2 separate regions of the Mus musculus genome follow, and region 2 is linked to region 1. Evidence: chromatin contacts called from public HiChIP or PLAC-seq data. All regions are on one chromosome and are shown on one strand. The core of a region is the stretch at or near the end of the contact, and the rest is flanking DNA. Distances in the headings are between cores, read along the strand shown. Region 1 overlaps Gm32611 (a long non-coding RNA gene). Region 2 overlaps Grik3 (glutamate receptor, ionotropic, kainate 3).

Region 1 (5,946 bases), core at 1,662-4,161:
GAACACTAAGTCTGAAACCAGCCCTCCTGGAGAACTCTTGCCTTCCATTCTCCTTCACCCTGTCTTGCTTGTATTTATTTCCATAGCAAATGCTTATTACCAAGCCTTTATATATGCTTGGCACTGTCACACGTGCCTTTTGAATATTCATTCATCCACATAAACCTTCATGCCAGTGACAAGGGCTTTTGTCAATCCCATTTTACAGATGAGAGAAGGAAGACGTAGGGAGCCTACTGCAGCTAGTGAGCTTGGCGTGAGGATTCAAACCTGCATGCTTCCCGAGGGCGGGGCTTGGAACTTTCATTCAGTCTAGAACAAGAGTACTCAATAAATGTGTTGAATGTACAAAGAGAGAAGGCTGGGCTGGTTGACACGGGCTTCAACTGCCACCAAAGACACCCCAGGTAATCACAGGTGACTGGGAGCCATCAACGACAATGTAGTTGCTCTGGGCACAGGCATCCAGCACCAGGGAGGTTCTGGCTTTCCATGAGACCTCAAAGGACTCGGGCAGCAGGCCTGAGCCTTCCTGAGGTGTCTGGGAGCAGGAGACTGCCTTCTTGTGACTTCCCCTGCCCTCCTCCCCCTCTGTGGTTGGAGACTCCAATTAATTATGCTGTGTAATTAGATAAAGAATATTCATTTTTCATTAATGACGTTAAACTCCTGCTCTGTGGCTGAGCTCCTTACGTTTTAATTAAGCAGGACTCCTGAAAGCCACGAGACTGCTCCGAGAGGGCTCCCTCTCACCGTGAACAGTCACTTAGAATTTTAAGAAGTGAAGGATTCCTTCCCCAAGTTAATTACCTCAAAATTAGCTTAATCACAGCTCATTTAAACTTATCTAAACAACAGCGCAATGGGTTCCAGGAAACTGAGGTTCTGGCTCTGCCTGTTTAAAGTTTAAGATTTATTATTAAGTAATAATAACTTTTAAAGTCTGCTCTGATGGATAGCAGTGACCTGGTGGCCTTTGGGCTAAAGCTTGTTTGGTGCTGGAACGTGGACATGGAGGGAAGTTCTTGCTTATTCCCAAACCAGTGACCTAGGGTCTAAGGTGCTAAACCTCTCCTTATTTGGCCACTCCCCGAAGCAGAACAAAGTTCCGGCCCTCAGGTCCCCACCATCCACTCCTTACCAAATAGCAGCTTCCCCATTTGTTCTTAAAGAAGATCATGCCCTGGGGGATGGGAGGTAACCCTTCTCTACTGTGCATTCTCTAACAGAGCATCTAGCCTGAGGATGAGGCAAGGCTCTGAACAAGCCAGGCTCAAGGGGCCAAGAATTCCCTGTGCAATGCTCTGCAGGCATGGCTGTGCCCCATGTAACAGCTGGCATGCTGCAGGCACTGGGTACATACACAGTGAAGAAAGCTCAAGCAGGCGGCCCTAGGAGGCCAAGTCGGGATCCCGGGAGAAGCGTCCTGATTCCAGTTCTCTGCAAGAAAGGGTCATCTTTGCAGAAGATTCATAGGGACTGACCTCAAGGAAAATTTACCTTTGAGGTGGGCACATGGATCCAACACTCCTAAAGCTGAGGCAGGTGGATCACCAGTCTGCATCCTTCCCAGGGCACATAGAGAGAGCACTCTTCAAAAGTGAAGGAAAAAAGACATGTGTGCAGTGTCCTGTGTAATTCTCAGAGCAGTCTGTTTGCACTAGGACAGTTAGGATCCTCTCGCTCCAGGTGGGAAAAACCCAACCGAGGGACAAAGACGTCGGCTCCAAGTTCAAACTGACACTAAATGGCGGGGTTTTATCCCAGACAACTTGGGAGAAGGGGAGGGCATTCAAGGAGAGGCTGAGGTTGGTCCAGAGGGAAGCTCTGAGTCAGAAGCAAACAGGGGAAACTGAGTCACTAGTCATTCTATCATAGACTAGAAAGGACTGGAGTAGCAATCATTTCTATCTGCCTGTCCAACATTCTGCAGTGTTGAGTGGACCAGAGAGGCAGAAGCTGGCACTGTGGATAAGCCACAGCCTGGCCCGCCAGGGGCAGAGACCAGGGCAGGGACAGGGACAGGGACAGGACAGACCAGCAAGAAGCTGAGGCTGTCCCTCCTGCTGATGAGCCAGGGCCCCTGAGCTGGGAGGCTGGGAAATGATTTATCCGCCTCCTCTTTCCACACAATTGGCTTTCCTTTGCCAGCTCCCTGTTGGGGTGAGAATGCTGGAAAAGCCTGGAAGGGGCGGTGAGCCGTCATAAAAGATTTCTAAAAATCAGAGGCCACCTCCCTGGTCTGGAGATGAATAGCTGTGGTACCCCACCGCTCCCCTGTCCCTTCTGCTCAATCCTAGGTCACCCTGGCTCACCAAAGGGCCCTGCCTTCCTGGCAAGGGTCCAGGGCTTCCTAGCCATTACCTGTTCCTGCTCCGACTCCGACTCCTACCCAAGAGAGGTGGCACCGTAGTGGAGACAACTGGGTAATTCTAGCTGTCACTGCCCTAATTACACCCCACGGTCCTCCCGCCAGCACTATACACCCCGTGCTGCCTGCATAATGGGCCTTTTAAAAAAAAAAGAAAAAAAAGACACTCTCTCCTTTCACAGCTGCCTTTTGAAGGGGGAACAATCTTACACAATGTCTCTTAATGACGGCACTGCCTGGCTCTCCTGCAATTCCCGAACAACACCACCCCCCAGTCCCCAGCCCCTTCCCCTCTTCTCTCTTCTCTCTTCTCTCTCTCTCTCTCTCTCTCTCTCTCTCTCTCTCTCTCCTTGATAATCATCATAATTGTCATAATCGCCCTGGCGTTAAGAGAAGGTGCCTGGGACATTTCCATCAATTATGAAGTGACCTAATGAAAGGTCAAGTTGATCTGTGTGAGCAGGAGACTGAGGGAGGAGAAGGAGGCAGACGCACCATCACACATGAGTGAGCAGGAGAATGAGCATGCGCACACCACACACACAAGCACACCCACGTGCGCGCGCGCACACACACACACACACATGCACAGGCACACACGCACGGGCACACACACATGGGTGCCTATGCTACACCTGTGCACACACCAGACTCCAAAGGCTGGCAAGAAGAGAGTCATAGACAAAGGCAGTTTCCTCTCAGTGCTTCCGCACAAAGAGCCAGGTCAGGCCCATGAAGAGCTGCTTCACCACACCCTCAGCCCTGTGAGAGACAGGAAGAATATTTCCCGAACAAAGTCAGCACAGTGAGGCTCAGAGCAAGGATCAAGGTGACAGCTAACCAACGTCATTCCTCTGAATCCAAGTAGCTTGTCCAGTCCTTTCCGGCTCCCTGTTTAACCTCTCAAAGCCTCACTATATTCACCTGGAAAATGGGCTACCCCCATAAGAACTGACTACTATAACTTTGTGGTCTGAGTGTTCTCTCTTCTAGTTAATCTCCGTTCCAGGGTATTTGTGTATTACCGAGACAACCCTTACAGCAAACTAAGACACATTTTATACACATACATATTCAGGGATGTATATATTTGCAAGCAGTATGTATATATGTATATATTTATGTATATATGTAATCAAGTTGGTTTGGGTTTTGGTTTTGGTTTTGGTTTTCGAGACAAGGTCTCGCTCCCAGGCTGGTCTTAAAACTGTAGGACAACCTTGAACTCCTGACCCAATCACCTCCACCTCCCAAGTGCTGGGATTACAGACATGCGCCCCATCCAGTCTGCTCCATGCTGAAGATGTCACGTCGGGCTTTGTGCATGCTAGGCAGGCACTCTGCAAGTTGAGCTACATCCCCTGCCCTGTAGTGGATACACAGTCTCCCTCCACGTAGCTAGTAAGGCTCTCAGGTCAGGTTCATTCATGTGTGCAGCACGTGAGGTTTAAGAATATAAACTCCAGAGCTCCACTTAGGCGAGCAGGTCCAGAAGTGGGTGTCCACCAACTGTTTGACCTTGTGCAAACCACTCAGTCTCTTTGTGTCTCATTCTTTTTGGACACCTATAAAATAAGAAGTAGAATAGTACCCACCTTAAAACTTGTTGTTAGAATTAATTCTTCAGGGACTGGAGAGGTGGCTCAGTGTGGCTCAGTTAAGAGTGTGTTACTCTGGCGGAGGACCCAGGTTCAGTTCCCAGCACCATGTCAGGTAGTTCACAGCTACCTGCAACTCCAGCTCTAGGGGATACATTGCTTCTGGCCTCTATAGGTAAACACACACACACACACACACACACACACACACACACACACAAATAAATCTTTAAATAACTCTTAGTTGATGCTGTTGTGGGTTTTGGTGGTGGTGGTTGGTTTGGGGTTTTTTGTTGTTGGTGGTGGTGGTTTGAGGGTTTTTTTGTTTGTTTGTTTTTTGTCTTTTTGTTTTGTTTTGTTTTTTGACACAGGGTCTCACAGAGACCTGGCTCATCTTAACACTTGCTGTGCCTAGGAGGCCAACCCTGTTTCTGATCTATCCTCGCCTACACAGTCTATGAGCATTAGCAATTTATTCCAAGTCAACAATAATTCATAGGTGTCCCATTTAAGGAGAGAAATTAAAGTGAGTCCAGGTTTGAATTCTCTATGTCATGATCCCTGTGACTTCCATCTTCTTGTCCTGTTTCCCGGGTCTGAACCTGTGCCTGCCTGGAGGCAGTTCTGTGAATCTCCTTCTCCCTGAGTTTGTGTGTGTGTCTATCTGTTGTAGGAGCTATGTCTGCCTATCGTGTGTGTGTGTGTGTGTGTGTGTGTGTGTGTGTGTGTGTAATGTGTCTGTCTGCCTGGTAGATGTGTCTGTGTGTATGTAAGTGGCATCTATCCCTGTCTGTGTGACTGTGTGTGTGTGTGTGATGTGTCTGTCTGCCTAGTAGATGTGTATGTGTGTATGTGAGTGGCATCTGTCTATCTCTGTGTGACTGTGTGTGTGTGTGACTGTGTGTGTGTGTGTTCTGTCTGTTGTATAATCTATATTGTCTATCTGTCTGTTGGTGCTGTGTCTATCTGTGTGAGTGGTGTTTGCCCACGTATCTGTCTGTCTGTCTGTCTGGCATATTTCTGTGTGAATGTGAGTGGTATCTGCCTATCTCTGTCTGTGTAATTGTGTGTGTGTGCTCTGTCTGTTGTGTGAACTGTGTGTGTGTGTCTGTTCCACCTGTGAGTGGTGTGTCTGTCCCTAACAAAGGGCTTTCCTCAGTATTTCTTGAACTGCACAGAAAACATGGGGAAGAAATCAGTACTTTACAGAAGTCTTCATCAGAGTTTTACATGGGATTAAGTCGCTGGCTCCAACTGATCCCAACTGACCCAGAAAACAAACATCATTGTTTACCAACCAATATCCATAATGGATGCTGTCAATTTTTATGGAAGATTGTAGGCAGTTGCTTTCAGCTTCTGTATTTGCCACTTTCAGCAAATAATACACGTGCATCCCTCTAAGTTAGAGACATGGAAGAGTATATCACTTTAAAATTGCAGCTATGCGTTGGCTTGGGTTATAAAAGTTGATTACATGCGAAATCCGAGGCACTCCAGCAAAAGCGCCAGTCTCTGAGAATGTAAGAGATATTTTCAGAGTGCTGCGTCCCCGCTCTCACCCTTCCAAGAGCTGGGATTTCAGGAACGTGCTGCCACACCAGATACCCCATGGAAGCAAAACTGCAGGGAAACCAAGCCATAAAAAGAGAGGACTACTGTATACAGAAAGTGCTTAGAAGAGCTGTTTGGCTTCACACGGCTTTGCTCAAACAGCACTGAACACTGTGTAGACACAATGGGTATCTGTTGAGTGGATAACATGCCCATAGCTCCTACCACTGGACTTCATACTGGCAACCATTAAGTCTTCACTCTTACGCAGAATGGAGTCCAGTTCTCCTTCTCCCACTTCCTCAAAGACTGCTGTTCCCCGTTGTTCAAATGAGGCATTGAGGCCAGAGATGGCTTGCCTCAGAAGTCCCCTTGAGTTGGGGCAGGCAGACCCGACCCTGTTTTAGGCTTCTGTGTTTCCCA
Region 2 (5,244 bases), core at 2,183-4,682, 510 kb before region 1:
GGGGATTCCTAAAGACTCTGGCAGCCTGGCAGCTATTCTTTATCAATGTCTCATAATTTTAAACTGTTAGACATCTAGGCACTTATCTAGTCTTCTATGTTGCCGTTCATATTTAGACAAACATCCTTGTGAATAAAACAGTCCATCTCCCTGGCCACTTTCAGACAACAACTAGTCAGCTGCACAGATGGTTTCAAAGACTCGGTTTCTCCCCCACCCCTCAAGTGGCCTTCTGGGATTGCATCTTTTCGGGCTTCTCTTAGGCAGTGGCTAACTCACACGGCCAGAGCTGTCTCTCCCTTCTCTTGGTTGACTTAGCCTTGCTGGTTGTTAAACAACTCCAGTTCATTTTGATGGATCCATCAGGCACTGATTGTAATGAGCCCACTGCATGTGACCCAGCGGCAGGCTCCTACCAACCACACTGGGCCCGGATGCTTTTGAACTTCTGCCGGGAGAGGCGATTCCCTAGCCCAAAGGCCCTTGGCTCAGGTGCACGCTTAAATCACCCCGTGGGCCTTCTGCAAACTCTAGAGTTAGGCTCCACCATGGGCCAATTAAAACAGAGTCTCTGGGAGTGAGGCCAGGGTATTAGCACTTAAAACTCTCTCTCCATGCTTCTAATTTGCCACAGGACCCGGGGCTCCTGCCCTGACCGACCATGCTTGAATTAATCAGGCAGGGGAAGACTAGCTTTACTGTTTGCACACTTGGGCCATCCCTCAGAACTTTGCTTTTTTAAACTTTTCATTATGGAAATTTCCCAATATATGCAAAAAGCAGACTGTACAATATAATGAACTCCTGTGCCTCCGTCACCCAGCTTCGACAATTACCCTAGGGGTTTAAGGAGGGAGCTGACATGGTTTGAATTAAGTTTGAAACAGGGTACTGGCTTCTATGGCGCTCATAGATGGTGGTGGAGAGCCGTGGGGGGCAGGAGGCACTCACTGAGAAGTCAGCCTGGGGAGTGGGGCAGGCCAACATGGAGAGAAAGGATAGAGGCTTAGGAGGCCACCCGGATAGGAGACATGGAAGCAGGTGCCTTCTACCTCCAGGTTAGGTAGAAAGAAAGGCGTGTCATCAGTGTGGAGGCTGGGGCATAGCTTGGGCTGCAGTGAGTGCACATTGGCCTGGGACCAAGTGGAGCAGGGGGTGATGGGAAAAAAATGTGCTGTCAGGACAGAGGAGAGCCGGCTGGATCCTGGTGGACTGGATGCAGGATGGTGGACAGGATGGTGAGATGAGACAGTGGGAGTTCATTCCCTTGGGAGGACGAAACCAGCTTAGTCTTGTCCTTGCCTTCCTTCCCTGTCCAACGCAGCCTCCTCCAGGGCCTCACCTGCTCCCGCTCCGCTGTCTTGCGGAGTTTGTATATGAACTCGCCCACTGCCACCAACACGGACAGGACCAAGCCGGCGGCCAGGACGATGAAGATGCCGCCGATCTTCTGGATGCCCAGGGCGCTGGCCTCCTTGTTCTCCTCCTCGGGGCACCCACTGCCACGCCACCACTTCTCCTTCATGATGTGCAGTTTGTCCTCCTCCTGTAGCTGCAGAATGGCGATGGTGATTTTGTCCCGGTAGGGGGAGCCTGCAGAGGGGGAGGGGGAGGGGGCTGTCAGTGGGGACTCTTTACTAGAGCTGCCTCTGCCAGCCTCCAACAGGGATTTCTCTCAATAAGGACCCTGTTCAAGTCCAGGTAAGGTATCTCGTGGGGAGGCCTTACTCACTGGGCATAGAACCTGTGGCCCCGGGAGGCCCTGTGTGTGGGTGCATCAACCAGGAGAGGGCAAGGAGAGGCTGTCTCCGCCCTCACAGGCCAGGGATGACCAAGCCAGGATTGTGTCTCCATCCCTCTGCTCCCCTGAGGAAACATCACCTTCCCAGGTTCCGTGAAATGACTCTGGGGACTGTGTGCAAAGAGGAGGGTGGAAGAACTCAAGATCCCGTGTCTGCACTGCACCCCTCTCCCCGTGCCCCGCTCGCTCACCCATGGGTGTGCCGATGCCATAGCCCTTGGAGTCGATGAGGCCACCGATCTGGGTGAGGTTGCAGTTCCTCTGTGTGATGTACTCTATGGTAGTGGACTCCATGAGCAGGGCGTAGTCAGCTGTGAGCGTCCGCTGGATGCCCTCCTCGTTGTTCTTCACCAGAGCCGAGGGCTTGCTGCTCATGAAGGCCCACATCTTCTCAAAGGTGGAGATCTTGGATTTCTGGGTGGCAAAGGGATGTGAATATTTAAACCAAAGCAAACAGAACCCCCCTCCCCCCCCATGCTCCACTCCCTTCAGTCACTCAGCATGGCTCCAACTCTGCATATATCCAACTCTGGGTATAATCTGTAGGGTTAGGGAACACTGCCACTGCACGGGTATAGAAACCGAGGCCCAAGACATGAGGTGTTGCTGGGCACAGTTCGCTGAGGTCCAAAATCTGGCCCACTCCCTGGTAGCCCTGGATTTTTGCCATAGCACAGTCTTTGGAACTAATTAATTAAACTCTGAGAGAGGTTTGAGGCTAGCCCAGGCTGGCCTCAAACTCGTTAGGTAGCTGAGGATGACTTTAGACTTCTGACCCCTGCCTCTGCCTTCCAAGTGCTGGGATTATATAACCCAGGTGGGTCACCACATCCGGGTTATATGATGCTTGGGGTTGAACAGGGTTTCATGTACATGAGAGGCAGATGCTCTGCCGACCTAGCTAAAGTCTCCTGTCTCTGACTGACTTCCTCAAAATCAGTTTTCTCCAAAACCTGTTAGGGAATTAACAAGCAGAGGTCTTGTTCTAAGGGCCTTAGCTGTAGGAACTCACTCGCCGAAATCACAGGAAGTACGTGTTATCAGCCCGTTTTGCAGACGGGGAAGCTGAAACACTGTTAAGCAATTCACCCAAGGCTATCCAGAGATGAAATGGTAGAGGCAGGCTTCAAATCCAGACTCTTTGGAGACAATCCAAGTGCCTACCCACACAGCTGCATTGTATCCGAGTAACCACTAGGGGGCACAAGTGAAGGTAAAGCTCGGTGGACTTTGTCTCCCCACTTCACTCCAAAGCTGTGCCCCCCTTTTGTGCACTCTATGTCAGGAGAGGAGTTGAGTATGGTTCTGGTCTGTTCTCAGTCCTGAGAGAGGCCCAGTGGGAACTGCAAGCAGAGAAAAGGGTGAGGCTCCTGGGAGTAGTGGACTGCAGGTCCCTGTGCCGGCTTCATGCCTGAGACCATAGGTGGGGTGGCAGCCTGTTGGGTGGGCTGCTGTGCCTGCCCCGGTTGTGTTATGTGTGCATGAGCCACCCTGGGAACTTGATGTATGCCAGCTGCCTGGTCCCAACAGAGACCAGCCCTGCCTTAGTCCTGGGGGAAGAGGTGGCTCTGAGAGCCCCTATTGTATCGGCTGTTTCCTACTCTGGAAGTGGCTTTCTGTGATGTCAGCCTGTATGATTGGCACCCAGCCCAGCTCTGATACACGTGACAAGATGGGTGCCCTCCCACAGGCTGGCACAGGCCTGGGGGAAGGGCAGGGAATCAGGCCATGGCTGCCAGAGGCGGGCAGGAAGCCCGAGAGGAACATGTATTTTCTTCTCTCTGGGTGCTTCTGGGCTCTGGCATGGGATAGGCCCTCTGAAACTGGTGGCCGATGTCCACAGCACGGTCCAGGGACGGAGCACAGCACAGGAATGAATATCAGAGCAGCATGGAGTCACTGAGTACTTTCAGGGCGTGGAACCTTTCACAGAGCTGTTGTTCCCTGCCTGCAAACTCACGTGCCTCAAAGCCGGTGCACAAAGGGTTCTGATGGCCCTGGCTCTCTAGGCTTCACCCAACCACTTTTGTAGGCAGCCATTGCTGCTCTCAGCGGCCCTACCCCCACAGCCACCTGCCTTCTGCCCAACTTTGTAGCCAGCCACCTTCCAGCTCTCTTTCTACCTCAGCTCCTCCCCAAGTGCTCCCCCGCCAACACCTCTTCCCTCAGAGATGGTTCTCATCCCTGGTTTTTCGGATGCTCCAGATGTTTCTCATTTTCCAGATAATTTCTGATATGCAGATTCTCCTCCGCCAGCTCCTTTGGCCCCTCTTCCTGCTTGGCAAGCTCCTATCCTTAGCACTACCCAATTTCTAGTGACTCCTGTCTCCCTGCGGCCACATCCTTGTTCTGGCTCCTCCTCCTCCTGAGGGTGGGCTGGACCTTTGGGCCTGCTTTTGAATCACTCTCTGGCAGGGGTGGAATAGCACCTCTGAGTGACAAGACTTTGTCTCCCTCTCCCTTGTGTGTTCCTCAAGTCTTCTCTCAGGTGCTGGTGACAGTACTGTCACACCGAATTGCTTAAGAAGAGCTCCCCATGCAAGTGACAGAGGACAGCATTTTGTCAAATCTCAGTACACAGTACTTCTCTTACTCAGTCCAGCGACCTGAGGGGAACTGAGCATGCTCTCATGACCACAGTCTTGGCTGATGGCTGGATCACAGCCTGTGAAGAGCCTCAGGCCAGAGGGCTCTGAAACTCCACTGACTCCTGACCACCAAGCTGCCAAGTGACAGATGTTGTTTTAAGAACTTTGGGGTAATTTGCTAAGCAATAGATAACTAATACCCTCTCACACCCGTGTTCCACAAGAGCTGCGTGTACAGATAAACACAAACTCCAGCGATTCCTGTAATCAAATTATCCAAGTCCAACCGTCTCCACTTGGCCAGACACACTGCTCCTCAGACCTGCGTGCATTCTGGCTGTTCCCACCTAACTGCTTTTCTCCCTTCAAAGACTCCGGTCCCTCAGCTGCTTTCCCACTCCTTCCTCCTGCTCCCCAAGTTGTTTTCTACGGAGGTGGGAACCAGGGTTGGATGAGGCATCAAGACTCTTTTCCCTCCTAAGGCATCTACCTGTTAGTTCATCTGCTGTTAATCCATGCACGCACACATGCATCCAATCATCTCATGTGCCCACCACACCTGCGCGTAGCCATCAGTCCAGCCACCTGTCAGTCCATTGGTCTATCCACCCCACTAACCCGCTCATGCATATATCCATCCCCTTCCTCCTCCTATGGACCATCTGCTCGCTTTCCCTCCCCACACTGTCTACATACTAGATATTCAGCTGACTCCCTGACTCTTCGTCTAACCTGTAACCTCTATCCAGCTGTTCCTTTTCCGCACGCCCATCTATCCATCTTCTTCCCTGTCTAACCATAGCTGCCCATCCACTTCCCCCTCGCTCCCAGCATCTCCATTTACTGTCCCATGAA

Evidence for each region. HiChIP or PLAC-seq counts read pairs in DNA pulled down with a chosen protein or histone mark.
Region 2: an H3K4me3 HiChIP or PLAC-seq map of embryonic basal ganglia shows a contact between it and region 1, with 4 times the contacts expected there. The contact joins two enhancer-like sites. A contact is called at or near these places in 1 of 115 datasets of contacts at active chromatin or transcription factors (embryonic basal ganglia) and 1 of 9 other capture datasets (embryonic stem cells).

The regions. Positions count from the first base shown.
Region 1 is chr4:125,191,461-125,197,406 of GRCm38.p6, reverse strand. All of the region lies in intron 2 of Gm32611 (a long non-coding RNA gene), which reads right to left. Among named protein-coding and RNA genes, the nearest start is that of Gm40244, 24 kb to the left of the region's middle. Within about 2 kb of position 2,911, at least 21 of the 459 cell types and tissues checked have an H3K27ac peak or open chromatin away from gene starts, as enhancers often do. A contact at or near this core is called in embryonic basal ganglia, where this site is marked.
Region 2 is chr4:125,701,304-125,706,547 of GRCm38.p6, reverse strand. Grik3 (glutamate receptor, ionotropic, kainate 3) reads right to left here. Exons shown (of 16, transcript NM_001081097.3): 14 at 1,993-2,215; 15 at 1,343-1,593. Among named protein-coding and RNA genes, the nearest start is that of Gm40249, 130 kb to the left of the region's middle. Within about 2 kb of position 3,432, at least 80 of the 459 cell types and tissues checked have an H3K27ac peak or open chromatin away from gene starts, as enhancers often do. A contact at or near this core is called in embryonic basal ganglia, where this site is marked.